Linked DNA regions of Ovis aries: all the other regions are linked to region 1. A link is a contact called in public Hi-C data. All regions are on one chromosome and are shown on one strand. Each heading gives the region's core, a stretch centred on a gene start, on an enhancer-like site or on the middle of the called end of the contact. The rest is flanking DNA. Distances are from core to core; before and after follow the strand shown.

What was found. Hi-C and Micro-C count contacts between places; a contact is called where the count stands out from the background.
Region 2: a contact with region 1 is called in a Hi-C map of muscle, with 5 times the contacts expected there. The contact joins two enhancer-like sites. A contact is called at or near these places in 2 of 16 Hi-C or Micro-C datasets (muscle and retroperitoneal adipose tissue).
Region 3: a Hi-C map of muscle shows a contact between it and region 1, with 8 times the contacts expected there. The contact joins two enhancer-like sites. A contact is called at or near these places in 11 of 16 Hi-C or Micro-C datasets (blood, hypothalamus, liver and 6 more).

Annotation. Positions count from the first base shown.
Region 1 is chr1:265,694,754-265,697,645 of ARS-UI_Ramb_v3.0, forward strand. All of the region lies in intron 3 of ADARB1 (adenosine deaminase RNA specific B1), which reads left to right. Among named protein-coding and RNA genes, the nearest start is that of ADARB1, 42 kb to the left of the region's middle. Within about 2 kb of position 1,643, at least 5 of the 54 cell types and tissues checked have an H3K27ac peak or open chromatin away from gene starts, as enhancers often do. A contact at or near this core is called in muscle, where this site is marked.
Region 2 is chr1:265,550,350-265,553,344 of ARS-UI_Ramb_v3.0, forward strand. It overlaps SLX9 (SLX9 ribosome biogenesis factor), which reads left to right. Exons shown (of 6, transcript XM_027961114.2): 5 at 1-25; 6 at 1,133-2,050. The coding sequence ends at 1,256. Among named protein-coding and RNA genes, the nearest start is that of SLX9, 25 kb to the left of the region's middle. Within about 2 kb of position 1,307, at least 13 of the 54 cell types and tissues checked have an H3K27ac peak or open chromatin away from gene starts, as enhancers often do. A contact at or near this core is called in muscle, where this site is marked.
Region 3 is chr1:265,534,054-265,536,839 of ARS-UI_Ramb_v3.0, forward strand. The region is part of intron 2 of SLX9 (SLX9 ribosome biogenesis factor); the gene reads left to right. Among named protein-coding and RNA genes, the nearest start is that of SLX9, 8.5 kb to the left of the region's middle. Within about 2 kb of position 1,453, at least 14 of the 54 cell types and tissues checked have an H3K27ac peak or open chromatin away from gene starts, as enhancers often do. A contact at or near this core is called in muscle, where this site is marked.

The sequences.
Region 1 (2,892 bases), core at 393-2,892:
GAGAGCTTCATTCAGTCAGCAAGGTTTCCACAGCAGTCCATCGGGTGCTGAGCGATGCGTTCGTGTAACGGGACTGGTTCTGTGTTTACCGTTAGTGCCCACGAGCTCAGCCCCACCTGACCCTGTTTCACCAGCATTGCTGTGGCATCCGAGCTCCTTTGGTCAGCAGAACGGTGAAGCCCTGCAGAAACCCTTGCAGCCTGACTAATGAGTGGTCGCACTGCTGTCAGAGGGGGGTGTCCTGAGCCAGGCGCAGCCACCAGGAGAGGGCTCCGGGAGGCGGTGGCGGTGGTGCCTGGGTGTGTCCGGGACTGGAGACCATGGAGCCTCCAGCTGACAGGGCTCCTCCATGTCCCACCCCCTCCACCCCTTCCAGAGTTTTAGGGTGCCCAGGCCCTGCCCTTCTCCTGTGGCGTGCCGGGTGTATCGAGCCAGGCAGGGTCCTGGCTCCTGACCCTGCGCCATCAGCTGGCCTCCTCTCCCTGCAGCCTGGCTCCCTGCCTGCCTCTCCCTTCTCCCACAGGGTCTCTCTTCTTCTCTTTTGCAAGAAATAGGAAACCTCCCTGATGGTTCCGATAGTAAAGAATCTGCCTACAATGTAGGAAACCCAGGTTTGGATCCCAGGAAGAACCCCTGGAGAAGGGAATGGCAGCCCACTCCAGTATTCCTGCCTGGAGAATCCTGTGGACAGAGGAGCCTGGCAGACTGCAGTCCATGGGGTCACAAAGAGTCAGCCACAACCGAGCGACTAACGCTTGCACTTTGACTGGCAGGAGCACTCCAGCTGCCTCTCCCGGCCTTGCCTGAGGTCTTGCTGCCCTTTACACCCAGGCTCCTCGGCTCTCTTTGCTGCTGCAGGCAGTGCCGCTGTCACTGGTCTCGTCTGGTTCACAGTGTGGCAGGTGCAGCTGGCCCTGGCCCAGCTAGGGTGTGAATGGGTCACCTTTCCGTCAGCAGCAGTTCTACAGCACTGCGCGACCCGAGGACACGGGACCTGGGGACTCGGGCACCGTGCTTGGCCGTGTCGTTCCCGGGCCGTTCCTGGGTCAGCTGTGCTGGGCCCCGTCGTTACCGACACTGCTCCCTAACACCGTGGGCACCGACAGTGCTCCCTAACACCGTGGGCACCATGGCGGGTTTGTCTTCTGTGCCCTGTGATTTTCTCCTACATCTGTGTTGTAAGCTGTGTGACTCCTACAGAGGCATGAGGGTCAGGAGAGCGGTTCTGATGACACGTCTGTCCTCTGCCCTCCCCAGGGTAAAAGCAGACGTGTCTCAGTCTCCCTCGAGCTCCTCCTTGACCACAGCCTCTCCCCATGCAGACAAGGCTGCTGTTCTGGGTTTCAGAACAGCACTGTGCTTGCCGTTCTCTCTACATCAGCACAGAAGCCTGTGTCCCTTGGAATCTATCTCAACTGTGCCTGCTACTGAGCTGCCAGTAGTGGGGTCATGAGATGTCCTCCTATGGTTTATTAGCGCAGAGGATTACATCGATAGGTTTCCATGCATGCAGTCATTCTCATGTTCCAGCACAAATCCAGCTAGATCATGCAGGATTAGTCAGGACTACATTCGCTGACGTTTTGTCGAGGGTGTTTACGTCTGTCCCTGGGAGCAGTTTGGCTGACACTTCCTCCTTCCTCCTGGCACTTGGCAGATGTGTTCCTGCTGAGTGTTGGGCGAACTTCCTTGGGGAGCCATCCAGGCATGGACTGTTGTTCGTACAGTGATTTTTTTTCTCTCTTGATTCTACTTTAATATTGGTAGTCTAGTCGAATTTTCCATTTCTTCCTGAGTCAGCTTTGATGAGTTGCATTTTGCTTGGAATTTGCTCATTTTACCTAAGTTTACAAGATTTTTGGAGTAGCTCCATTCTGGGGGGTCTCTTGCTACTTAACTTAAACACCCAAGGCTCAGCTTCAGAGAACAGCCACGATGTTGTTCTGCTTGTGTCTTCCTGGGTCAGGGATTTGCGGGGGGTGTGTGGATGGCCTGTCTGTGCTCCGCAGTGATGGGGACCTCAGCTGGGCTCGCCCAAATATCTGGAGGTTGGCCATATGTCTGGGGCCATCGTTTAGGCTGATGCCTGGGTTCATTGGTTCTTAGTGTCCTGCCCAAGGAGGCTTCATGAGTGACATGGGCTGGCACCTCCTGCAGCTGGGTGATGATGGGTGGGCAACGCTGGGCACAGCTCTGGGCACTCGACTCAGAACCTCTGTGCTGGACAAGACGGCTGTGTGACTGTAACCCCAGGCCTGCGGGGCTCTGCAGTGAGTGACCGTCACAGCGGTGATGCTGCCAGAGGAGATGGGGACGTTCTGGCACACGTTCTGGGGGCATCTGAGCCCGTCACAGCAGAGAGGTGTGGCGGAGCCTGAGGACCTGCAGCTGTGGCTGTGCAGAGGGAGGGTCCCGGGGGCTGGGGATGGGGGTCTGCACAGCTTGGCCGCCCCGTGGTCAGATGCACCGTCCGCCTCGGTCTTGGCACTGCCCCTCCGAGACCCGCCGTTCTCCCCGCAGACGTGGGCCGGTAGGTCTGCACTGGAGAAGCAGGTATCCTTTGGATATCAGTTTGTTTTTCAGAAAGAAAATACGGGCACTCCATTGTCAGGTCTCATAGGTATATCAGCAAGTTCCACCGTCCCACTGGTCGGGAGGAAGTGATCTGGAGAGTTGTTTCCCGGGCTCCGCTCCAGACACAGGGCTGGCTGTCGGCGCTGACCCAGGTGGGAAGGGGTGGGGGTATGCCGAGCCTGTAACTCCGGGTCTGTCTGGACTCACACGCGTGTACACAGGCCTGCGCAGGTGGCGTCTGCTCTCTCGGAAGATGGGTCCGGACAGGACTCTGCCCGAGGCCTCATTCCTTGGCGTGTGGGTTGGTGCTTGTTTGCG
Region 2 (2,995 bases), core at 57-2,556, 140 kb before region 1:
GCGCTCAGCAGAGGCTTCAGCTCCTGTGAGTACTGGCCCCCCCCCCCCGCCGCCCCCCCGCGCCCCCGCCACACACACACATGCAAAGGACGCCTGGCGTCCTGCCTGCCTCTACATGGCCCATCCAGGGCTTCCCCCACCCGAGTCCTTGGTGTGCTGGGGCTCAGCCTGGGGGGGCGTGGATGACTGTCTCCAGGGACCAGGAAGCCCCTTCCCCTGGAGTGCTAAGGACAGCTGCTGGGTCTTGGGGGAGCTGCCCTTGGGACCCGGGTCCCAGGCGTCTTGGGAGTGTGGACACCTGGCCAGTCAGCCAGCCATCCGCTGGGGTCTACAGTCTCCCCGTCAGCAGCACAGGAAGCTGGAGTGTGGTGTGGTCTGACCTTGTCTTTGGTCATGCACCTGTGGAGGGTACAGGCTGGGCTCTCCTCCCTGCCTCGCCATCCCAAGGCCAGGGTCATCCCCACCACAGTGCTATGACGGGCCTGCTGCCCTGAGCTTCCGGACCAGGTCACCTCAGTTTCAGTGGCAGAGGTGTTGTCCCCAGAGGCACTTGAGCAGGTCGCCCCTGTCTGTGCTGGGCTGCAGGGCCAAAGTGTGAGCTGGCCCTGGCGCCTTGGGGAGGTGACGTGGCCGGCTGGGCTTAGGGATGGCCACAGAGAGACAGCCCCCCTGTGGACTCGGGGCCCAGGGCCTTCTGCGGGGAGGGTGGGCCCACTGCAGACCCCCAATACCACCTGGCCCGGCGCCCCTGCTCCTGCGAGACCAAGCTGGCGAGGAGCTGCCGTGTGAGGTCTTGTGTGTGCAGTGCGCATTCCCCGCCTTGGCAGCTCCTTATCACAGTCGTGGCGGATGAGGGGCCTGTGCGCCCACGAACAGGCCCCAGGGCAGCCCCTCCCCTCCTACCTGAAGTGCCCCCTCCCGCGGGCCTCAGACCCCCATCCGCCCCCACACCCAGACCCAGCAGGCAGAATCTCATAGCCCCACAGCCTGCCTCACACCCCACCCTGTCCAGCCCTGTCCAGCCCTGTGCTGGTGTCCCTCCCTGAAGGGTAGCTGTGCCGAGGCTGGCCCTGTGGTTGCTGGCTGCTCCGCACCCACCCTCCCCACTGACCTCTGCTCTCCATTCTTGCAGCGAGGAGGAACGGATGCGGTTCCAGGAGCTGCTGGCCAGTCCGGCCTATAGAGCCAGCCCTCTGCTGGCCATCGGGCGGCAGTTGGCCGAGCAGATGCAGCTGGAGGGCAGTGGGCAGCCCTGACCCCGCGGGGCGTGTGCGAGCGCTGAGGCCACCCACAAGGAGGCGCCCAGGGCCAGCTTGGCCACTGTCCCCTGGGCTGCCAGCCACTTCCTCCGTGACACGGCTGCTGTGCTTGGCACAGGCGGGAGACAGGCAGTTGACACGGGAGTATTGTGACGACACATTTATTTTTGCAATAAAAACACTGCTGGAAAACCCCAGATGTCCATGCCCACAGGAGGTGGTGTAGCCACGCAGCCAGCCTTCTCCTCGCCTTTCTCTTTCGTCTGGGTTTGTGGGAAGTGACTTGCACTCATGTGTCATATTAAGAGACAAGCCCTCTGGCTTGGTCCTCTAGGGGCTCCAGGCTGACTGCGGCTGGATGCGGCTTGGCCACCCTCTCGTGATGCCCTCTGTCAGGGCCTCTGGCCTCTGCCCGACGCCAGGACCTTCTCCTTGACCTCACCTGTGGGGCTGGGGGGAGGATGGGGAGGTGCGGGGCGAGCCCGACACTGCCGTCCTCTTCGGTGGCCACCCACTGCCCTCCACTGCGGCAGACTCGCTGGCAATGTGGCTGAGAAGCTGCAACCGTCTGGCGATGCCCCCCGCCCCAAGCAGAGTGCCCTGCCACCCAGACGGTTGGGGGTGGGGCGGGGAAGGAGGGCAGGTGGGAGAGACCCCCTCTCCCTCCCACTTCTTGGGAGCCTGCTGGCTGCCGTCTCTGACCTGGAGGGACTTCCCTGCTGCTTACCTGTGTTTTTAATCTTCATAGAATGCACTTGGAATATTTGGTAATAAAGTTAAGTGACAAACAATTGGGTGGTTTTCATGTGCATTTTAAACTCAGTTTGCTTTCGGGCTCTGAAGGGTTGGTGGGCCTGAGCTGGGGTGTCCGCCCTACGGGCCCTTTGAGGGGCTCTGGTCGCGGATGGGGCTCTCCAGCCAGGTGTTATGCAGCCCCCAGTAGTTGGCGGAGGCAGGGGCAGAGTCCCGCAAGCCCCCAGGCATCGGAGAGGGAGTGGGGGCTGGGGGAGGGGAGAGTGGCGCAGTGGAGGAGCCCCCTGAGGGTTGTGGCAGAGTGGCCTGGGCAGTGGTGTCACCCAGCGGAAGGAGCAGCGGCTACTAGCCCGAGGGAGCGAGGGCTCCGAGCAAGACAGATGAGACGCCAGGGCAGAGTCCGTGGCCGTGGGGTGGTGGGTCCCCTAGGAAGACGGACCTCGGTCGACATGACAAGCCGTGGGCGCCTGCTGCTTCCCTGAGGCGTAGAGGGCAGGATGTGAGCAGCAAGGAGAGGGGACTTAAGAGTGGGGGCAGCAGAGCCCTGGGGGATGCTGGTGTCCTGGGTCAGCGTCGCCCGGGCCCCCCAGTGAATGCCTCTGCTGCCGTGTGGGGCAGGGCTCAGGACAGGTGAGGGAGGAGTTGGCCTGGGGATGGGGGGAGGCGGGGTGGAGGGCTGGCTCGTGCTGGGGCCTCACCCTCTGATGTGACCCCATGGACTGTAGACCACCAGTCTCCTCTGTCATGGGATTCTCCAGGCAAGAGTACTGGAGTGGGTAGCTATGCCCTCCTTTAGGGGATCTTCCCCAACCAGGGATCGAGCCCAGGTCTCCCGCATTGCAGGCATTCTTTACCAGCTGAGCCACCAGGGAAGCTTCTGGCTTTGTCCAGATGGTCCCGCATCGGTTCCGGTGTCACCCAGCCTACAGCAAGGCAGCCATGTTTGTGCCTGGCATTGGGTGTATCTGATTTGGGGCCTTGGG
Region 3 (2,786 bases), core at 203-2,702, 160 kb before region 1:
GAAAGCAGTCTCTCCAAAAAAAAAATGTCATAAAGTACAGAAAGCTAAAGGAGAGTGACAGGAGGAGACGGCCCGGAGCTTGGAGCTCAGAGCAGCGGGCTCTGTGCCTGTGGCCTTGCGGCTGCCAGAGCCCTGAGAGCCCCAGTGTCGAGGGTGGAGAGGGTGGGTGGGCGGCCTGAGGCCCCACGCCGAGCCTCCCGCTGGAGATCGGGGTAATGACAGGCCTTATTTGCTGTGTTGGGGTTCAGACAAGTTTGTAAGAATGGAATATTGGGAATGGTGCCTGGGCCTGGCCTTAGGATGGTGAAGCTGTGGGCCTTACTGCCCACATGTCCCATTGAGTGGACCCCCTCTCCACTGTCCTAGGCGCCCGGTTCCCCGTGGCACGTGTCTGTCACCATGCCCACTTGCCTCCACATTGGCCCGTGCCCTGGCTCCCTTGGGCGCTGGGCCTGGCAGCCCCCCGGGTTTGAGCTGGACTGGTGGCCAGGGCAGACACAGGTCATGGGGAACGTGGTGTCCGGTGACTCAGCTCTGCTCGCGACCTGCTGGGCCATGCAGGCAGGGTACGTGTCCACCTGGACGAGTGTCCTCGCCGTGGGCTGGGGCGCAGGCAGCTCTACTGCCTGCCTCCCTGGCCCCTGTGGTCACGTGCTACGCTGCCCTGTGGTCATGTGATCCCAGAGCCTGGTGGTGCCCCCCTCCCCTGAAGCCTGGACACAGTGGGGCTGGTGGACCCCAGGGTAGGGGGGCTGGTGGGCCTTGCTGGTGGCATCTCCATTAGCTTCCATGGGGAGCCTTTGGGAGCCCTGCCGGCCTAGGACTGCCCCCACTTTTCCTTCTGATTCAGGCAGGGGCTCAGCCTCCTAGGGGGAAACACTGGGCTCTGAGGTGATGGGCCTCCCCACCCCACAGACCACCCCCACCCACTACCAGTGGGACTCAGCTCTGGGTGGGGACTGGGGACTGGAGGGCCAGTAGAGATCTGGGGCCCTTCTGGGCTCCACGTCCTCTTCCCATGGGGTGCCACCGGCCAGTTCTGTTTCTCGTTCTGTATTCCCTTGCACTGCGACCATGCAGGAAACAAGCTCTGTGCTCAGATAAGTGTCTGGGTGTCCCCAGTCCTCTGTACCCTGGGCTGGACAGTCCCAACCCCTAGATGCAAGCAGAGGCGTGAGCAGGTGGAGGACAGGCCTGGTCAGGGATGCAGGAGCAGAAGGACCAGAGAGAGGAGGTGGCCGTGCAGCATGTCTGCAGGGCTCTGGGCGGAGAAGCTGGGGATGTGATGGTGGTGAGTGGACCTGCTGGTCTGGAGGTCGCGGTGGAGGGACCGGGTTTTGGGGGCACCGGTCTTGTCTCCCAGGCAGAGAGCTCCGCACTTGACCGTCCCTCTCTCTGTAGCAGAGCTCCCCCTGCTGACCGGCCACCATGGTCTCCTCTGAAACTCCCAGGCAGGTGCTCAGCAGAGGGCAGCAGCGCTGCATCTGCTCCTCAGGCCTGTCCTGCCTGGGGGAGGAGAAGAGGCTTGAGCAGGCTGACCTCAGGCATTGGAGGATCCGAGCACCTCCCAGAGGGGCTTGTGATGAAGCTCCCCATCAGACCTCCCCGCCTTTCCTGCAGCTGTGAGGTCAGGGCTGTGACGGAATCCAGTTCTCCTCACTCCTCTCCCCCAAGTGCAACAGGAATAGGAGGTGTCCAGGCTGAGAGGAAGCTGCCATCCATTGCATCCGGCCCTGGGTGGGATGCACTTTGGGTGGGAGGCTGGTGGTTGGCTCTCCCCTTGGTCCCCCTGGCCTCCGGAGGACGCGGAGAGGAGGCCTGGAGGTCTTCGGTGGGCAGCAGTGTGTGTGGGTCTGGGAGCTGAAGGATACCACACTGTCCTGGTCTTGGCTGTGGTGCTGGTCACCTGCTGTTGGAGGCGCTGTGGCCTCTGTGGCCGTAAGCTCTGCACGCCTCTCCATCTTGCCCAGGCTCTTGCCTCCTTGCCATGGGGAGGCTCTGAGGGGAGGAGCCCACCGCCTCCGGGGGCACCCTGACCCTGACTGGCAGGGCCAGTTCTGGGTACTCGACCAGCAAGTTGGAGGGCACAGGCCACTGCGTTGGGCCTGCTGGCAGCTGGAGGCAGGGAAGGCCACTGCTGGGCTCGCCTTGCTGTCGTCTGATCAAGCCCATTCTGCCTGACAGAGGGAAGCTGGGAAGGGCAGTCAGGGTCCAGCCCGGAGGACCTCGCCTGCATGGCATCAAGGGAAGGGCTGGGCCCTCGGGCCAGTGGGAGGAGGAGGAGGAGGAGGAGGAGGGGGACAGATGTTTCCCAGGGCCTCTTCCTGGCTCTGGTGGGCTTGGCTGGTGCCAAAGGCAGGAGGATTTGGCTGTGGCGTGGCTGCATGAAGAGGCATCTGGACAGGCCCGGGGTGCCGAGGAGCCGAGTGCGCAGGGACCTCCAGTGCCCTGCAGGCAGGGTGGGTCAGAATCACAGGGCAGCACGGTGGGTGGCCGCTGGCCTGTTGCGCACAGCGCAGGACACAGGTGGCCAGAGGGGGAGACGCTGGCAGGAAGCGTCCGGCCTGGCAGCAAGTCCCCGCCGTCCTCCTCCTAGTGGGAGGGCCGCCCTCAGGCAGTGCCTCTGGATCAGCCCTGAGGCTGGGCTCAAGTCCCTGGGCTCAGGTCTCTGTAAGGAGCAGTGCTTCCCCAGGGAGGGGGCTGGGCTTCATCAGCCGTGCCTTCTGTCCCAGTGAGTTTTCACCTGAAGTGACCCTCTCACCTGAAGCATCACTAAGATGCTCACG